Regions from separate parts of the Anser cygnoides genome. Here region 2 is linked to region 1. The links are chromatin contacts, called in public Hi-C maps. All regions are on one chromosome and are shown on one strand. The core of a region is the stretch at or near the end of the contact, and the rest is flanking DNA. Distances in the headings are between cores, read along the strand shown. Region 1 holds the start of OAZ1 (ornithine decarboxylase antizyme 1). Region 2 holds the start of ACSBG2 (acyl-CoA synthetase bubblegum family member 2).

Region 1 (5,135 bases), core at 2,487-4,986:
TGTTTACATCAGCTACCAACCTTGACCTTGATTTTACTTACTCCTGTGCTGTCATAAACTCTGCTTCTAGTCTAACACCCTTCAGAAAGTAAAAACTATAAAAACTTGACAAAAATCATTAACTGGTGATTCTGATTAATGTTTGGGATGTCTCTTGTTAAAAGAGACAGAAAGACATGCTGAAACGAGGTAAAAAGAAAAGCAAATGAAGTTCTGGAAAATAAAACTCTCTTGTTTTCCTCAACCTGAAACTATTCAAACTTAGGTTCCTAGTCTGGAGTTCGGCTGTGTTGCTTCTTGTGTACTTTCTCCGTTAACAGGTCTGGTTATTTAGTAACTCAAATTGCACAAGATATTTTCCCAGCTGATTTTATACAGTCTAATTACTATGACCTGTTTGTGTAAGACAGAGAACTTCTGGGACTCGCTGCACGCTCTCCTCTGAGGAGTTCAGTAAGCAGTTCAGGAGAGAGCTGCTGGAAGCTTACTGGCACAGGCTCTCTGCTGCTCGTCAGCTCTGGGGACTATGCTGGTCCTTTGAAATGTGTCCTGGAGACATGGTAGTTGGGGGCAAGTGGAATGAGCAGGTCTTTGATAGCGTGTTTGTGGACACCAGCACAGGACTTGGGATGAACTAGAGCCTCAGGACTTTGATGGACGAGAATGTCTACTTGCAATTGTCCCTCTTGCCTCTGTGTTGAAAGCTACTGTGCCATAGCAGATGTGGGTGTATATGAATGGAAGCCCACATGTCAGCTGTTAGGGTTCACTGCCCAGTTATTAGATAACACCAGGGATTCAGTGTTGGCCAAAGATGCCAAACAAAATGCAGCTGGAGCAATTGGGACACAGACACACAGTTACTTCTGCATACTCTGCTATGGTAGGATAATCATGGCAAAACAGTGGTAAAAAACAGCTGGAGATGGCAACATCTCAAAGTGCCTCAGCTGTTAATCCTGACAGTCTGAGTCAGAGTCTTCTCTGTGAGGATTTATGAATCATTGTCACTGCTAAACTGGAAGAGGCTGGCTATCTCAGCAAAACTGCAGCTGGAACTAATCCCACACAATATTTAATGCACAAAAAGAAAACAGGTTGATTGGGCTTTTTGCAGACTACAGAACACCACAGTGTTATCCAGGTCACTCAAGTGTAAAATGGAGTGATGGCCCACTGAGATGACAGGTATCCAATGAGCAAAGCTGTTTCCAGTGCCACAGTAAAGAGGAAAGCAGCTGCAAAGATGATGTCCTTTGACACAGTGCCATTATCAGGAATTACAGCCAGATTACCACATAAATAATAAATGTCATTATTAGAAATAATGAAACCTAAACCAAAATGCTAAGGCAGTCCTTCCATCAACAAATATATCTTCCCCCTTCCCCCCCCGGAAAACCTTTCTAAAACAACACACAAAACATGAATTGCCAAATCTTCTCTGATGTGCTTCATTTGGTCCAAATATTCCTGAGTTGCAGCTATCCTATTGTTTCAAGTTGGTCTCTGGGTAATGCATTAAATGGCAATCAGCTTCCCATCCATAAATCAACAGCCACACGTAGAGAGTACGATGAAAGCACCAACATCGCATTTATTTTGTGTTCTGGGAGCTAAGTGCAGACACCTGCAGCAGGAAAAGGCTTTTTCTCTTGTACCTCTTACTTACCGTGACTCCCAGACTAGTCACTGGCTGCTGGCCAGGCTAGGCTTGTCGTCTAAGCTGCAGGAGAACAGACAATGTTTTCGTTTGGCAATACACTTTGTTCCATCACAGTCAATCAGAGCAGTTTCAGGACACAGAAGGAGGGTGGGGATTTAGACACTTATTCTTGTTCAAAGTGGAACCAATCAATGGTTTATCCATGTGCTCAGAGCTCCTGGATGGGAACATTTTAAAGCAAATAAATATAAACAACACAATAAAAATATTATATATGTATACTCAGATGCAGCTACAGTACCTGAAGGCAATAAACAGGCTTGTTGTAGCCCGGGTTGAACAAAAAAGAAAGAATACAGACATCTACATTTTTATACAAAACCATGATTTTTTTAAAAAAATCATTACAATGTATCTTTAGTAGTTTTCTTTGGCTCTATAAAAATCTTTTTTTCCACTTCATTTACAAGGCATACCTGCCCACAAACTCAATTCAGCATCATGTAAACCTTTATTTTAGCTTTCTTTCAGTGTAGGACAGTAACATCCACCACTTAGGATGTGTCCTGACTTGCACGATGTGCTTCTGGCTTGGTTTTTAGAAAGGGGCTGGTATCACCTAGTAAGCAATAGGCTGAAATGTTCAGAACGGACTGAGTCAAAGATTGGACCAGGGAATTCTCATGTATTTATTTTCGTACACATTTGACTGCTGCTTTCTTTTCAATTTAAGAAGGCGTTTACACCTGTATTGTCCAGAAGAGATCTGGGCTGTCTGAAACACTCAGCCTTTCCTTCAGACCTTGCTCTCGCAGTGGGGTGCAAAGACGCAGCTGTGCCTCGAAGCCTCGGGTTCCCACAGCGCTTGCAGGAGATCAGAAGCGCCGTGCAAGTTATCAGGGGAGCTTTACGGTTCGTCACGGGGCTCGGGGAGCAGGTTAGCGTCTGCTATGTAAATAACCAGCCTTTATTTGCTTCCTCATTGAAGGTACAGCACGAGGCTTTTTTCTGTTCAGGTTACTAAGAGTCACTACCCAGACAACTTGAAAATTATACACCGCACAGTGGCCAGAATAAAACACAAACTGAAGGTAAACGCGACGTTGCGATTCTAGCATCAACCAAGGATGGGCGCACCAAAAAGAGGTCACACTCCCGGCCTATTCCTCCTGGGACTCCCCGCCCTGTACTTGGGTGACTGGTTAATTATTTTTTTTTGACGTTTCTCTCAGCATCCAGCCTATAGGACTACAGAGAATGGCCTCAAGTTGCACCAGGGGAGGTTGAGGTTGGAAATTAGGAGGCATTACTTCTCAGAAAGAGCAGTCAGGTGTTGGGACGGGTTGCCCAGGGAGGTGGTGGAGTCACCGTCCCTGGGGGTGTTTAAGGAGAAGTTGGATGTGGTGCTTGGGGACGCGGTTCAGTTGGCGATAGTGGTGGGAGGGGAATTTTCATCTTGGAGGTCTTTTCCAACCCTAATCATTCTATTAATTCTATGATGCCCATGCAGGGCAAGCCTGAAGCCGCAGGAGCCATCCCCTTGTAGGACCTATCGGGGCCCCAAGCCTACGGGCCGCTGAGGGCACCCTCAGGGACACCGCCTCTCCCCTCCCCCCCCGCCGCGCATGCGCCAGGCGCGGCCCGGCCCCTCCCTTTCCCCGCAGTTTACCTCAGCCAGGCGGAGGCGCCGGACGCGGGGCTCGAACCGGCGTCCCTGCGATCAGCGAGGGTTGCGACACCGTACCGAAGCCTCCCAGCCCAGCCCCGCCCCGCCCCGCCAGATCCCGCCCACCCGCGGAGGCGTAGCCAATCGGAGCTCTCCGTGACTCCCAGTCTCGTCGCCTTTCCAACCAGCGCCGAACTCCTCGCGCTGTCGGCCAATAGGGAAAGAGCTCGATGTTCCGCCCCCGCTCTCCCTTTAGCCAATGGGAAGCGAGGCTTTCTAAGTGACAGTTGGGCCGTTCCCGCACGGGAGCTCTTTCCTGTTCGGGGGCGTGGTCTGCTCCGGGGGGGCGGTACCACATGGGGGGGCGTGGCCGCACAGAGGGTATATAAGGACCCACTGCGGCCGGGGTGCCATTTTGTGTAGCAGCGCCTGGAGAGCGGCCGGCGGGAGGCAGCGGAGGGTTTCGGGGTTCGGACCAGAGCGGCCGGATGGTGAAATCCTCCCTGCAGCGGATACTCAACAGTCACTGCTTCGCTAGAGAGAAAGAGGGGAATAAAAGCACCATCATGCCCGCCGTGCTGAGCCTCAGTACCGGACAGAGCAGGTGAGGGGCTGGGGCCTCGCTCAGCCTTTGCACCGCAGGGCGTTCGCCGCTGCCTCCACTCCCCCCCCCCCTCCTCCCCCGCCGGCTCTGGTTTTCTTCCTCCTCCTCCTCCTCCTCCCCCCCGGACCGGGGGCAGGGCTGCTCCGTGGTGGGGGCGGGCCCTGCGGCCTGGCCTCCTCCCCCGTAAAAGAAGGGGGGGGGGGGGGGGAGGGGAAAAAATACAAAAAAAATTACTATTGTTTCTTAATTTTCAGACGTCTAAGGCAGCGCCGTAAGGTCGGTTACGCCCCTAGCCGTGCCAGGGGACACGTCCGAGCCCCCCCCTCACACACAGCCGGGCCCGGGCAGGCGCCCCCCGAGCCCCCTCGCGGTGCCACGTTAGCGGCAGGCCCCGGCCCCGCGCTGGGCTCAGCCGAGGGGGGAAGGCTGGGGCAGGGCACCCCCGGCCCCTCGGGGGGCTGATCCGCCGTACCCCCCCCTCCCCGGCGGGGTAACGGGGGGAAAAGGCTCCTGAAGACAAAAGGCACGGCCCCCAGGGGGAGAAAAGGCAGGATTAGGCAGAGAGGGGAAAGGGCTGGAAGCTGTTAGCCCCTTACGTAAGCGCAGATATTCTGGAGAAGTAATCGAGGTGCTGAGCCTAAAGCAGAACGTAAGGCTGTTACGGGAGCTCTCAATTTAAAAGCCAACGGAAGGATTAAACAATCCTAACAGATGCTGGGGAGAAGAGATCTGGATCGGGGTGACGGGGCTGCAGTGATGGAAGCTTAGGACGTGGGTCTGCCCTGAATAAAGAGAGTGAAGAACAGACCTGGTGTGTGCATTGTGAGACCAGCCCTAGAATGCTACAGAAAGCTGTTTTTATACTTAACTGCAGGTTAAAGAGAGGTGATTTTTTTTTCAAGAGGAGTAAGATTACCCAAACATCACGAAAATATATTCTCAGTTATAAACTGTAGACAGCCTTCATTATATAGTGCTTTTCATTGGGTGAAAGGTGAAATCATAAAGGATTACTACTGCACAGTTCTGAACAAGGTGTTCAAAGGCTTATTTGTAAGGCTAATTAGGAATACGTAGATCTGCAATCATTCTGAAATAAAATAAGTAATGCTAGTATTAAAATCATTTCAGAGAGTCTAAAATAATGGATTGAACACATTTAATTGAGATTGAGCACATTATAATTTTTAGTTTAATAG
Region 2 (5,515 bases), core at 1,035-3,534, 410 kb after region 1:
GATCCGCAAGCAGGCTGGATATGGCACGCAGAGCACAGACATGAGGCTGCACAGCCTGCAGGTCCTGGGAGATGCACCGCGGTTATCACTGCCTCCACCATGCCCAGCAGACTGGGTTTTTCAAGGAGAATCCACATGTCAGTGCCACGTGGCCCCCGACACCGAGAGAAGAGTTGCACCAGCACGCACAAGCAGTAGCGGAATTTTTGGACACTTGTCCCAAGGACACTTGTGCCATGAAACATAAGCACACAAGCAGAAAGCTGAAGTGCAACCTAGCTGTGCAAGTTCTCTTTGTGAACACAGGCCACAGGGATCCCACAACGGTAGTTCATTTTCTGTAACAAATTTCGGTTAGAAACAAACCAATTGCCACTACATATACTCTGATCAGCTCTGCTAAGCAATGTAGCAACAGCCCTTCCTCTCGCGATGCTTTGTCACCTCCCCAGCTGCGCTACACAAGCCGCTGGAAGACAGGGAAGACGCACAGGCGCTCACCAGAGCCTGACTCGACTCTCATGGTAGCTCGATGGGCGGGTGAGCAGGATCAGGAGCTATCCTCTCTTGCCACACGCTGTTTCTAAGGGAAGTAACACACTAACATGCCATAGTTGGTAGGAACATGAGGAACACACACCCAAACAAAAGCCTGGTGAAAGCAACCGCCCTTGTAATTACAGCTGTGTGAAAGCTTAAGCCATCTGACTGCAAACCACCTTCTGCTTGGAGGGCGAGCTGTTTCCTGCAAGGGCTGGAAGGATGTGAACTATCCACAGAAAGCGCTGCAGAGCTGGACTGCAGGCACACTTGTGACAGCCACAGCTACAGAGGTGAACATTTTGTTTATAACTGAGCCTGAACGTGCCTTCACTCAAAACACACACACAGCCTCAAAAACAGCAGTTCAAGTTACGCTTGCTGCGTGTGTTCATCAGTCATCCTAACATTTGCTAGCACAGGCCCCCTTTTCTCCCGGTTACTGTTTTATTTTCCTTGTGCTCATACGGGCAGCACCTCTGATCCTGTCCAGTTTTTGTTGCGCAAACCAGCTCGAGGAGACCGCCGCATTATCTCCCTCCCTCTCCAGTTTTCCACCCAAATTGAAACTTGACCTTTTTGTTTTCCCTGAAGATTTATTAAGTGAGGAAACAGCCGCCGAGCAACCCGCTTTTCCTCTCCTAGATAAACTTTGTTTTTAAAGAGGCAGCGTTATAAGCTTCTAAGCACCAGAAGTTTTCTCCGGGACAGCCCCGCTGACCACAGGCCAGCGTGGTGAAGTGCTGCAGGAAAAGCACGGGGGAAATAAACCCCAGCCCCCGCAGGGTGAGCACACGATGCAGACTCTCGACGACTCTGCTGCAGTGCTTTCAGAGAGCTGAATTTCAGGTTAATGAAGCCGCCCATGGCAAGACCTTCAGTAAATAGGTTTAGCTATGGAAAATCCTTCTGGCAGCCGGACCCACGGCTTTCCTGCCCCCAGAAGAGGGCCGGCATGTGCCAGCACCGCAGGGCCGGAGGGCTCAGCGCAGGGCAGAGCCCAGGGCATGCGGTCCCTCCGCCACGTCAGCCAGCACGTAACCGGCTGCTCCGAGTTTGACGCAGCTCGCTCCTCCAGAGCGCTGGGATATTTTCGGTGAATTCCCCACTGTGAGTCACCAGAGGGCCGCTTTCTGAGTTCCTCTTTTCCGAAACTGCTATTCGTTTTCCTGCGTGATCTGCACGCAGCGGGCTGTGAAGGGAAATTCCCTCACACGCGCACAAGCAGCACAGAAATGAGGCACAGAAACGCGTTTTGAGACGCGGCAGGTGCGCCCCTGCCAGCCCCCACCGCACCCAGGGCTTTATTTCACCGCTGTTCGGGGCCAGCCAGGCCCGGACCTGGCGGCACCGCTGCTACCGAGGCATCCCCGGGCATTTCGGGCACGGCACCAGGGCACGGCTGGGGCTGGAGGAACCTCCGGAGACCGAGTCAGCATCCCCCCGGCCAGCGGGGGCACCAAGGCGGGCTCTGGGCGTCTCCACAGCGCGGGCCCCCGGAGCCCCCCCCGGAGCCCCCCCAAGGGCCCGCTGCTGGCAGCCGCCCGCCCCTCCCCCAGCCCCCGCTCCCCTCACGCACGCCGCGCGCGCGCCTCCCCCCGGCCCGGCCCGCCCCGCGCACGCGCCGTTACCTCAGGAGCGGGAGCGCGCGCGCGCGAGACGCCCCCCACCGCGGCTGCCGCGCGCCGCCACGCGGGGCCCCTTAAGGGCGCGCGGGACTGGAAGGGGCGTGGCCCCGCCGCTCTTGGCCACGCCCCCTCCTTCCGGGGGGTCACCTGCGGTCATCGACCCCTCGGGGCTCAGAGCCGGGAACCGGGGGGCGGGAGGGGGGCAGGGGGGAACCGGGGAGGGGCTGAGGGAGGGGGGCAGGGGGAAAACGGGGAGGGGCTGAGGGCTCCGTGCCCCCCGGAGCTGGAAGAGGAGAGCGGGGCGAAGCGGGGGCTCCCTCCCGGGCCCAGCTTTGTTTCTTTCTTTTTTTTATTTTTTTTTGTTGCCACAAGAAGAGCGGCGGCCGGGTCGTTTGGCAGCTGCTGGCGCCCGGCTTTTCATTGTGGCGTTAGGCGGCCGGGCTGCACCCCCGCGTTAATCGCTGCTGCTGGCCTGCAGAGCCCCAAATTCCTCCAAACTGTGTTTCTTTTTCCTGCCTTTCCTACCCCGCAGGGCCATTATTCCCGCTGCTACAGGGTGGGGAGGATGCGGCTGGGCTCCTGCCAGCAGAGCGGGGCCGCAGCTGGGGCCGCAGCCGGTGCTGAGGGGAGCGGTGCTGGTGCTGCCAAGCCAGCCCTGGAGCCCCACATCGCAAGGCCCAGGGGCTGTTCCCCTCCCTGCCCCAGCAACCTCATCCGCTCCACGCGTGGCCTGGCCAAGCCCTCGCGTGGCCGTGTTTGGATCCACGCGGGGATTTACACTGCAGAGCGAGGACACGGACGGCATCCAGGGAGCTGGGCGGATCGGCGAGCTTAGAGGACTGCTAACCCTCCCGCCCCAGTCATGCCCCAGTCACTAGGTAGCACCTTCTGTGCCGACGCGGGGCAGATCGTTCTCAGAGACCCAAAAAAAGATTCAGTGGCACAGCCCAAAGGTTAACTGATGGGGCAGGAGCAGCCAGTTCTATTTTCGGTAATGCCCTGAGCCAACAAGCGACCTTAGGCAAGTTGCTTTTTTTTTTTTTTGCTTGTTTAACAGAGCAAGGTTGCAACACTACCGAGGTAGATGTCAGCGTGTCTGCACAACCCTTGTCAGTCCCGGAGCCAAAGGGGACCACGCTGCTGGCAAAGGACCAGAGGAGAGCAAAGCACATGATGCAGAAACACAGGTGGTGCTCACGCATCTGCCATGAGGAGGACAGCGGCCATTCTGGCTGCCTGCAGAGGATCAGCTCCTCCCTTGTCCCAAGAGCAAGCTCTTGTGTACACGAACTGTTAGTGCTGACTGCCCTAGCCTTTTCTAAATAAAGATGGAGTAGTTGAGCTTGAACTCCTGGGGCGGTGAACGCACCAGAGTGACTGTGCCCTTTATCAAGTATCACCTTTGCTGGCTCTATGTATACAATCCATTAACTCAAGCAAGTCCCAGGGTTCTCATTTCCCAGGCAACCAAAGCAAGTTGGCCCAAGGAACACTGGAAGGAAGCCCGAGCAGTGCAGAATCACTCACCTGAGAAGAACTTCTGCACTGGCTGGCTAGGCCTGACCAGGCTGGAAGCTTTTTGCAGGCAGCACTTGGTTAGATCACCAGCACGAGCCTGATCTCACTGAATTTTCATGCCATGAAAATTGCAACCAGGATGAATTGTGTATAAGTTATATGTAAAGCAGACCTAACAATTTAAATTAATTGTTTAAATGATTTGGACACATTAGAGCATATACAGATTTTTCCAAATTAATGAAGCTGTGAAATGCTAGTGAGGAGTTCTAATTTTAGTTTGACACAGATTGAAGAACTATCGCATCTGCTGTCCTGCCCAAAACAGATCCCAAAGCATGAGAGATCATGAGGGAAAGAGGAGGAGTTCTTGGCTACAGAGTCTGACTGTGGAACAAGCTTCCAGAGGACACCAGGCAAATACAGGGTATTCAAGAAATGCTAAAAATAAATAAAAATAATAATAAAACAAACAAACAAACAACAACAACAAAAACCACAACACAGCAAACTGTTCCCCTTTGAGCAAACCTTTCCATTACTGTGCTGAGTTGCTCTTAAAAGTGACACCAGAAGATTGTGGGAGGAGAGGAGATGGCTGCAAGTTAAGAAGCTCTTAATAATACAGGATCAACTAAGATGGAGTATGACACCAACAAGGACAGAGGTGTCTCTCACAACATGAGAGAGGTAAGATAAAAGCCTTAACAAAGTCCAGGATAAACGCAGACTGGGACACTGGTACTTCATGTTTGTGCATGTCAGGTCACCCGACTTTGGTTACAAACCTGTTTCCTGTGACCTACAGAAAGTCACTCTGCTTCCTGGAAGAACGGAATAAATTCAGTTTGCAGATTCTTTCCTCTTCTAACCAAAGAAACATCTCTTAATACAGCTGTGAACACTGAGAGAGAGAGTGGAAATTAGCTTCTTACTTAACTAAATCATTCGCCATACGGAACAAGTCATATCTGCCCGTTTACATGACCCAAGACAGTTTACACAACTTACCGCTTTCATCACCCTCCCAGTTCATCCCTGGCATTGGATCCGTAAGCTATTCTGGGCTAGTATTCCTCCAATAAAGTTCAGAAATTTCCAACTCCAGGGTTACTTGTAGCAAGTGACTTAACCCAAAGTGTAGTTGCACCTCAGGTCAATGACTTCAAAGATAACACGAGGGGGGGGTGAGCAGCCAATGCACCATTTCATCAGCTTCCACAAGAAGGACGACATGGGAAGAATGAATGTGCTGAGAAAACAGGGCAGTAAATAAGCGGTCACAAGGAAGCGAGGGAGACAGAAGAGTTTGTTTATAGCACCAGCATTTCTGAACTCAACAACTCATGTCATCTTTCCCACCAACGACTTGTAGCATCTTCCTGGTCATTTGAAAAGGGTCTACAGCAAATAGGTGTAGGCCTCTCTGAAGGAAAAAAGAAAATAAAACCCACTAAAATCCCAAATTAAGGTGTGGATCCATACCCAAATCTCATCTCTCACAAATCAACATAGCTTCAACAAAGCCACAGAGTCTTCACCAGGACACCAGGTGTTAATTTGTCCTTTATTTAGCTGATTCAGTAAAGCCAGTCTGCAAGGCGACTCTTCTGCAGTTTTGTTCTCATAAATAAAACTGTAGCAAACGGTATACCTCAAATACCTTTTTATTCTTTAATACTCATTAAAACCTTCACTCTAGTGGGCCTATGAAGCAACACGGTATAGGTTAAAGCTGTCCACTGTTTTACACAACATATAAACAATAGTATATTGCATACACCTTTATGAAGCGTGAAAGGCAGTGCAGGATTAGAATTTCTAGCCTA

The links. Hi-C and Micro-C count contacts between places; a contact is called where the count stands out from the background.
Region 2: a contact with region 1 is called in a Hi-C map of liver, with 1.8 times the contacts expected there. The contact joins the promoter of ACSBG2 here to the promoter of OAZ1 in region 1. A contact is called at or near these places in 2 of 7 Hi-C or Micro-C datasets (both in liver).

Annotation. Positions count from the first base shown.
Region 1 is chr27:5,544,105-5,549,239 of Taihu_goose_T2T_genome, forward strand. OAZ1 (ornithine decarboxylase antizyme 1) reads left to right here and starts at 3,737. Exons shown (of 6, transcript XM_048077751.2): 1 at 3,737-3,936. The coding sequence starts at 3,821. It overlaps LOC125184497 (a long non-coding RNA gene), which reads right to left and starts at 3,606. Exons shown (of 3, transcript XR_007168605.2): 1 at 3,336-3,606; 2 at 1,673-1,883.
Region 2 is chr27:5,954,400-5,959,914 of Taihu_goose_T2T_genome, forward strand. ACSBG2 (acyl-CoA synthetase bubblegum family member 2) reads right to left here and starts at 2,285. Exons shown (of 15, transcript XM_048054086.2): 1 at 2,172-2,285. LOC136787025 (a long non-coding RNA gene) reads left to right here. Exons shown (of 3, transcript XR_010826792.1): 3 at 3,226-4,377.